2 separate regions of the Mus musculus genome follow, and region 1 is linked to region 2. Evidence: chromatin contacts called from public promoter capture Hi-C data. All regions are on one chromosome and are shown on one strand. Each heading gives the region's core, a stretch centred on a gene start, on an enhancer-like site or on the middle of the called end of the contact. The rest is flanking DNA. Distances are from core to core; before and after follow the strand shown.

What was found. Promoter capture Hi-C pulls out the DNA fragments that hold promoters and counts their contacts.
Region 1: a promoter capture Hi-C map of hippocampal neurons shows a contact between it and region 2, with 2.7 times the contacts expected there. The contact joins the enhancer-like site here to the promoter of Kcnh2 in region 2. A contact is called at or near these places in 11 of 39 promoter capture datasets (HPC-7-derived erythroid cells, embryonic stem cells, hematopoietic stem and progenitor cells and 5 more), 1 of 15 datasets of contacts at CTCF or cohesin (embryonic stem cells), 7 of 484 Hi-C or Micro-C datasets (the C2C12 cell line, CD8 T cells, ECoMG myeloid progenitors and 4 more), 1 of 115 datasets of contacts at active chromatin or transcription factors (embryonic stem cells) and 2 of 9 other capture datasets (adipose tissue and embryonic stem cells).

What each region holds. Positions count from the first base shown.
Region 1 is chr5:24,495,154-24,499,205 of GRCm38.p6, forward strand. Agap3 (ArfGAP with GTPase domain, ankyrin repeat and PH domain 3) reads left to right here. Exons shown (of 18, transcript NM_139153.2): 12 at 1,580-1,750; 13 at 2,917-3,054. Among named protein-coding and RNA genes, the nearest start is that of Gbx1, 30 kb to the right of the region's middle. RefSeq lists an enhancer at 1-847. Within about 2 kb of position 1,783, at least 15 of the 459 cell types and tissues checked have an H3K27ac peak or open chromatin away from gene starts, as enhancers often do. A contact at or near this core is called in hippocampal neurons, where this site is marked.
Region 2 is chr5:24,349,219-24,353,132 of GRCm38.p6, forward strand. It overlaps Kcnh2 (potassium voltage-gated channel, subfamily H (eag-related), member 2), which reads right to left and starts at 2,386. Exons shown (of 15, transcript NM_013569.2): 1 at 1,990-2,386. The coding sequence starts at 2,065.

The DNA of each region.
Region 1 (4,052 bases), core at 533-3,032, 150 kb after region 2:
GCTGCCGCACGCTGACACCGACCCTCATGCACACTCACATGTCTCTCGCTCACCGGGCGATGTTAACATCTCATTATCTTTGTTACTGTAATTACATTATCCGCTGCTTTATGCAGAATTATCCTCGGAGGACTAATTGATGGCTCCATGTTTAATTCATTAATCATTAGCATCAAATTCGACAATTACAGTGCACACTGATTGTGGGATTGCAGGCGTAATGAGGGGAGAATTAACAAAGAAAAGGGAAAGCACTTTCCCTCCCTCAGGGTTTTGGGTTGGGGGGCTTGGGGAGGAAGTTGGGCCTATGATGCCTTTGGTTGGGGCAAGGAGCAGAGTGGGGAGTCCTATCTGGAATCTAGGAGGCATAGTGAGGGACTAGGAGGAAGTAAGGGGAGAAGCAAGAAGCCTCAAAGGTTTAGGGAGAGCCAGGAGAGGCCCAAGACTTGAGGACAGCAGCTGAAACCGAGTGGGTGCCAAGTGCAGGTCACCGGCACTTACTCTGTCCAGCCATTGCAGGCGTTACAGCAAGTGCACAGTGATGCACAGTGCAGTCAGGCTCCTCCCTGCCTGCAGGGCTACTCTTGAGGGTGTCTGCATCATGTGGCCTCCCTCCCTCCCCTCCTGCAGCCGTCTCTGCTCTCTGCTTCCTTAAGCATCCAAAATCCAGATTCACTTGCCCACTGGCTGCAAGGCCGCCTGCTTAGCATCTCCCCTGGCCTGCCACTGCCAGCCTCCTCCTGCTTTGGCTGGCTCAGCCGTCTCCACACCGGAGCTTCTCAGGAGACGGAAAACCACGTGGCTCTGGCCTACGTGTCCTAGGCTCTCTGGCGCTTTCTTCCTGGCCTCATCACCACCCTGTCTTGGGGACACTGAAGAAGGTGAAGAAAGTTAAGGTTCCGAGTCTCTGGAAGTGGCACGGGCTCTGAGGCCCATGTCTGCTCCAGACTATTGCAGAAGGCCTCTAGCGGGCCCTAAGTGAGGTCGGAGAGAGCCGAATGCTCATCTTCCTTGCCCACGGTGGGCTGCGCCTGCCCAGCCTTGGACTCCGCAAGCCTTCCATTCATTCCCCTTGGCTCCGCCATGCTTCCCTGATGGGAAACGAAAGATTAATTTTCTCCAGCCCAACAGGATAATTACTAATACTAATTAGACATAATTACTTGAATTTGATACACTTATTTCTCTTCAGAATGGCAGCAAAGCTGAGGCAAAGCAAATGACATATGTGGACTGAGATGTTAGATGCAGGGACCTAGGTAGAGCAGGATTGGGGGGAGTGGTGCTGGACCTCAGCCGGGAGACCTCTTGTTGATACCCAAGGCCTTACCTTTCCCAGCTCACACTCATAGGGATGAGTGTGGTCTTCATGGTCATAGAGAAAGGGTGTGAAGGCTAGAAGTCTCCTTCCCTCGTGGAGTCTTCAGGAGAACTTGGCACACCCCAGTGAAGACCAGGTCCTCCTTTCTGGTCACTGTCCTGCTGAGGTTAACTCAGGTTCTGCCCTGCAACCTGTTTAGCTATTTCTTTGCAGGCCCGACCTGCCCCTCCTCCCAGTCTGATCCTTCCCCTCCCCCAGGTGCCCCCCACTCGGCCAGCAGCACATCCCTGCATTCTGAGCGCCCTCACAGCTCAGCCTGGGCTGGCTCACGCCCCGGCCCCGAGGGGCTGCACCAGCGCTCCTGTTCGGTTTCCAGCACTGACCAGTGGAGTGAGGCAGCTGCCCTGCCTGCCAGCATGCAGCACCCTGGTGAGTGGCAGCTCAGCTGCTTCCCACCTCTTCTGGCATCTGCTTAAGCAACAGAGAGAGGGAGCCCAGATGCCCAAGAGCCTGGGAGACTGATGGGGGTGGGGGCAGCAGAATCCCTCAGGGCTTTTTCCTGGTACTGTGATGCAGGGCTAGATCCCTTGGGCTCAGTCCCTTCTTCAGCATCCAGTTTGCCAGCTTCTCTGGTCCCAGGCCTAGGTCTGGACCCTCAGCCAGGATTTCAGGCTTGCCCTTTGTACCTCCTCCTTCCTGGTTCCCAAGCATTGCTGGTAGCTCTGCTGTATCCCCATCAGCCCCCTGTGCAGTCGCTCATCAGCCTCTCGGCAGGAGGACAGGGAGAGCAGAATAGACTAGAGGCTCCAGGCTGTACACAGTACGCAGTGAGAGCCTTGTCTGGGGCATCACTGGCCTCCCATCATGGAGAGGTCCTGCTATCTTGATTGGGTGTGCCCTACCTCTCATGCCATTCCTATGCTCTCCCCAAATCTCATCTCTCTCACCCCATAACTTTTTGGCCATAGACCCTTTCTGCCCTGTTTGCCCATTCCCCTAACACCCCACTCCCAACTCAGGGGTACTTTTGATTTTTCTCCCAGGGGCCTCTCATAGATACACACAAACTCATACCCAACCCACTACATGTCCCCATCCAAGACCAAGGCCACCTTCAGGGGCCATCCCCTTAGGTCATGGACCCGTGGCCTGTCTGGCATCGGTGAAGCCCCTCTGTTGAGTCTGGAAGGAGTTAGTCAGGAAGGGAGGGAGTGTGTCTGCCTCTAATGAAGTTTGACATTTAGTGGTGAGCGCCGGGCGGGCGGGGTGTGGGAGCGAGCTTGATTAGCGTGCTCTAATTGACAGTAATTAGGCAGCTCCCTGATTGTTTCTAATTCTGCTATTAATTGTGAGGAGCGGGGAGTGTGATTGAGGATAAATTTGGTGCGGAGCTGCTGGGCTTGAGCTCCCCGTGAGCTCCCTGGGCCTTCCGCCCCTTCAGGTTGCAGAAGCACTCGCCTCCCTCTGCTAAGTTTCTAGCTCCTCCAGGACAGGAAGCTTTGGGGCTGGGAGGCCTGGGTAGCCTCTGGCCATCTTCACACTCTGGGCCCAGCTGCCTCCCTCCTCCCACACTTGTCCACCTCTCCCCTCACCAGCCAGTGGCCCAGCTGAGTCACTCAGTTCCAGCCCCAAGCTGGAGCCTCCCCCATCTCCCCACTCCAACCGGAAGAAGCACCGCGGGAAAAAGAGCACCGGGACCCCCCGACCAGACGGCCCCAGCAGTGCTGCTGAAGGTTAGGGGGACCCAGAGGTGGGCAGTGGGACCCGGGTGTAAGCACCCTAAAAAGCACAGCAGTTTCCAGGGTAGACGGAGGGAACACTTTATATGTATGATTTCTGACATAAGTAGCTCAGCCCTCTGACATCCTGGGCTCTTCTTACTCAATCCCTGTTGAGTTTAGTTGACTTCTGTCATTCCTGAAGAAAGGCAGGCAGCAGGACACTACCGCAGCTCTTCTAAGACTCACTGAGCAGGGGACTGTGACAGGTGCCTCATGGCATGTGTTGGGCGGCTGGTGCTCTCTGTAACCTTCTGGGAGCAAAGGTGTTCTGACTCAAGGTGATCTTCTGGCCTTTGTCTTGGTGTCTGTTACCATAATGCCACTCTTCCATTGTCTCTCCCTCCCCCAGGGCGTTTCTCGGTCCCCACATATCTTGTGAATTCTCATCTCTGTTCTTATTGCTGTGGGGATGGGTGTGGATCAAGTGAGCCTCTGACGGTGATGCAGAGTTGTATGGCCCAGAGCCCACTGTGGCCTAGGGACCCAGGACCCCAAGGGGGTAGAGAAGCTCACACAAGGGGAGATGGAGAGAGGAGCTACCGGTTTACATGTGGGCAAAGGCATTCTCTTAAGGGTCCGTCCTCAGGAGGAACCCAGCAAGAGAAAATTTTCAGGGATGTGCTGTCACTGAGGTGAGAGACTGCGGGGCCAGAGAAGTAGCCAGAACTTAGGGTCAGGGGTGTCCCTGGCGGAATGTATGGCTCACTCTAGGGTCATATAAGCACTGTGTCTCTCTAGCCCCCATGTCAAGTCACACTGCCCAGTGACAGTTGTTCGGGGCCAGTGACCTCTGGAAATAGATATGTCTGAATGTCTTTCCGGGGTCTAATGGGCAAGCACAACTCCCGGGTCACAGTGTGGACTCCTGTGCTTGTCACTACAGATGTCCTTGGGTTCCTGTTGGTTCCCATCTTCCAGTTCTTGGAGAAAACATCTCTTCCCCCACCCAC
Region 2 (3,914 bases), core at 1,136-3,635:
CAGCTGGGGGTCACAGGCACAAGTTCAAGGTCATACAGAAAACTGTTTATAGAAGGAAAACTACCTGCAGCTTCACAAACCCAGAGGTCAGGCCAAGACACCAGCCCACTTGTGGAAACCAGACCTGGGAAAGATTACCACCTCTAGGGATATGAAGCTTTCCTTGGTGACCCCATCAAATGGAGTCCAATAGACCCACTTCAGCTAGACTTGGCTCATCCACTCCACACTTGAGCTAAAGGCCAGGCAAGTGGATGAACAGCAAGTCGGGCAGCCTCAGGGCATCTCACTTTTGTATCAGAGTTCGAGGGATAGGTACCTTCTATAAACAGAAACTCTGTCTGTCCACTTTGGCCTTTAAAGCTGGGGTGTGCAATTGAAGTTGAACCTGTTTCCTTCCCTCCTCGCTATGCAGTCTTCAGGCTGCAGCCCTGCACAGTCCTGCAAACCCCAGGCAGCTGGCTACAGCAGGGCTCCCTGCAGCAAGGCCAGCCTACCAGGTTCCAGCCTCCCAACTTCTGCCCTCCAAGAAGTTACTTTTGAGCGTTGGGTCATCTTTAGGTCAGTTCCCAAGGCCTTTTGGAACTCCCAAGCAAGCATCAACCCCAGGTCCGAGTTTCTTGTCCTATGAAAAGGCCTTCTAACTCTGTCTCCACTCCTACTGAGCCTAAGGTGTCCAGAGTACCCACCACCCACAGGAGAAAAGTGAGCCCCCCCCCCCCAGACTAGGAGAAGAGAACAAAGTTCCTTTGAAGGCAAGTCCCACTCTACCCCACCACTTGACTGAAGGCCTAAAATACAGATCCTGGCGAGACCTCACAAGCCCTGTAGTTTATCACCTTGTTCACAAATGTGGAAACTGAGGCTTTGAGTAGGAAGAGTCACTCAAGGTCATCTGGCAGTCAGTGGCAGAGGCGGGGCCAGAAGCCAAGCCTCTAGGACCCAGTCCAAGATCTTCTCAGATTCTGCCCCTGCCTACCTAACTGGTAGGAAAAGAAAGCCCGAGCAAGGGCCTGCCCCCTGCCCTTAGGCCTGCACCACCTCTTCGGGATCATCCTGTTCTCTGTCTAGGGACAATGCTGCCCATCCAACTGAGCCCTCCCTCCCAACACAGTAAAGCACACATTGTCCTGTGTGCACAGGGTCACAGGCAAGGAATGTCACCCTCCTGCTCCAGGGGCCCTTTGCAGTCACACACTCTGTGGCACATGCAGCCTTGAGGACAGGCACACCAACACCAAACATTCACCTAGCCTAGGACACATTTCTGGAAGTCTCCCTTGCCAGGTCCGAATAAGGGGAGTTGTAGTCACCCAAACCCAAAGGGGCTTGGGGTACCATCCCCAGCAGGAAAGTCCACCACACTGGAACTCCATGGCCAGCCTGTTCGCCCCAAAGCCAGCTTCAGGTGTGCAGCAGCCTCTCAGCACAGGGCCCACAATCTTGGGGACTTGCCGGAGACGCCTCTCCACGGCCCATGCAGACTCGAATTCATTAGTGACACAGGGATTTGACCATATACTTGTCACACACTCAAGAGCAGATTTGGTCACTAATCCTACACCTCTAGTTTTAGTCTGTCACATACAACACAGCCAAGACTGGAACGCGCAGTGTACTTTTAGGGACCAACAGCTTAGGTCATAAACAGTCTTAGGACAGCACACACACACAATCTCATCAACTCTGGACATTTAGAGTTGGAAACACCTACACATCTCATCCCACCTCCCTTTCCTGCACATTCCTGGTGTCATACTCACTCTCCGACCCCTAGCTGCAACACTAGGCCCCTTGGTCCTATGCCAGTGGTCCCTGGCACCAAGCCTTGTCCCCTTGGCTCCTGGCGTAAGTCTCAGGGCCCACCAGCCCCTACTGACTCACATTTTTGCACTGCACACGGCCCGGGCACGCCCCCCCAGCCACACTCAGCAGAACTGGACCCACCCCCCCAGACCCCCTCCCCGCCTTGCCCCCTCCCCCACTCACTCTGGCCCTCAAACTTGCGGATGATGGTGTCGAGGAAGGTGTTCTGCGGCGCGACGTGGCCCCTCCGCACCGGCATCCTGAGCCCATGGGCGGGCCGGGCGGGCCCCCACCCACCCTGGCCCGGCCCGGCCCAGCACTAGGCTTCGGGTGGCCTGGCCGGGCCGTGGTCTCCGCACCCCGCGGCCAAGCTGAGTGCGGGCGGGGCCGGAACTGGACCGAGGGCGCGGGATTCCCGCTCTGCTTAGTGGCTGCCGGCTCCGGACCCTGGGCCGGGCCTGAAGCTGCTGGAGCTGCGGCGCCGGCACACCTGTCTGTCGACCCGGGCTGGTGGTGCCACGGGCCCGGCTGCACCTCGTCCCCGCGCCGCGCTCCGCCCGCTCCAGCGCCGGGCTCCCGGCTCACGCCTGCCCGCCGCCGCCGCGCCGACAGCCGCTCCAGCGCCCGCGGCTCGGGCAGCGCCTGCGGCTTGGTCCGGCGGCTGAAGGGTTAATGCGGCGCGCGCCCCTCCGGCTCCGGCCCCCGCCTCCCGGCCCCCTCCTGTCGCCGCGCGCCGGCAGCACCGCCCTCTCCCCGCCACCCCGAGCGCCCGCCCTTCTTATTGGCTGAGCCGCGCCGAGCGCTCCCGGAGTCCCAACCCCTCGCTCCGCTACCGCGCCCCCGGGACTCGCGCTCCGCCGAGAGGGGGAAGGGACCTTTAAGTAGGGGAACGGTGAGGACAGGTGCGATGGTCGGTTTGGAGGTGACCAGGGAGAAGGGCATATCGCCCCCTCCCAGACTCAGGACTGAGAAACCCGATTTGATGGGGACAGGACCAACCCTTTATCTCCTGCTTCCCTGCTGCGCCTAGGGCAGGCTGAGTACCCACAGCTCGATGTCGGAATGTGCTGTGGGTGACGGGGTTGAGTGAGGCCTAGGCTCTGAGATGAGCCGCCCTAGGACCAGGGGACAGCCAGAAAATGGGAAGAACAGGGAATGTGGAAGCTGTAAAATTTTGAGACAAGGGTGGGTGAGCCGTAAGAGAGGCACGCCTCCCCTGTCTCCAGGGAGTTATAACCTCTCGGTGGTTATTCGAATCTCTCCATGGATGACACGTACAAAGAGACCGACAGCAGTTGCGGCCTTTTAGCTGTAAGAGCAAAGCGAGGCCCTTCCTTGAGTGCGAGGTCCCAGCCAGGGGATCCCCGTGAGCTAGAGGCCTTCCCTCCCTCTGCTGAAGGAACCTCATAGGCCCAATAGGAGGGCTTGGGGCCCCCCGAGGCGGCCCGGGCGGCCCAGCCCCCTCGGAAAACCCTGGCCTTGCCTTGGGCCCCTCCCCCTGCCAGCTGGCTCGCTCCAGCAGCAGCTCCCTTATTTAGGCAAAGAGGTCTGAGGATGCTCAAGGGCAGGCAGGGTGTCCACCAGCCGCCTGCCCACTGCCTGCCCACCGCCTGTTGGGGCCTGAGTAGGGGGCTTCGGGCGGCTGAGGTGTCCTTGATTTGAGCAGCTCAGCGACGCCTGGGGCAGGGCAAGGCCGAGAGGCGAGTGTTGACAGCTGAGCAGGCCTGCTGTGGGGAGGAGCCAGGCAGCTGGAGTTGAGGCGGCCTTGAATCCCCTCCCCTGCCTGCAACCCGGATCAGAGGCCTGTCTAGATGGATGGGGCCATGTGGGGGTTCCTGAGGGCTTGCAGCTGCCTCTGTCCTTGCAGCAAGGGGCTGGGTCTTGTCACCAGCGGGAACCTTCATTGGATGGGGGAGAGGGGGCGACGGACGGCGCAAGAAAGGTCGCCATGAGACCACGCCAGCCAGACTCTTACCTTACTCTTACTCCAGGAGCAAAATCCTGAAAACACTAAGGCCAAACAGGGCCCCTGGCCAGGAGGTGACACTCTTTTTTATTTGCTAGTGGGTGGGCAGTGACTCAGGGAGGCAGCCGGTGGGAGAGAAGGA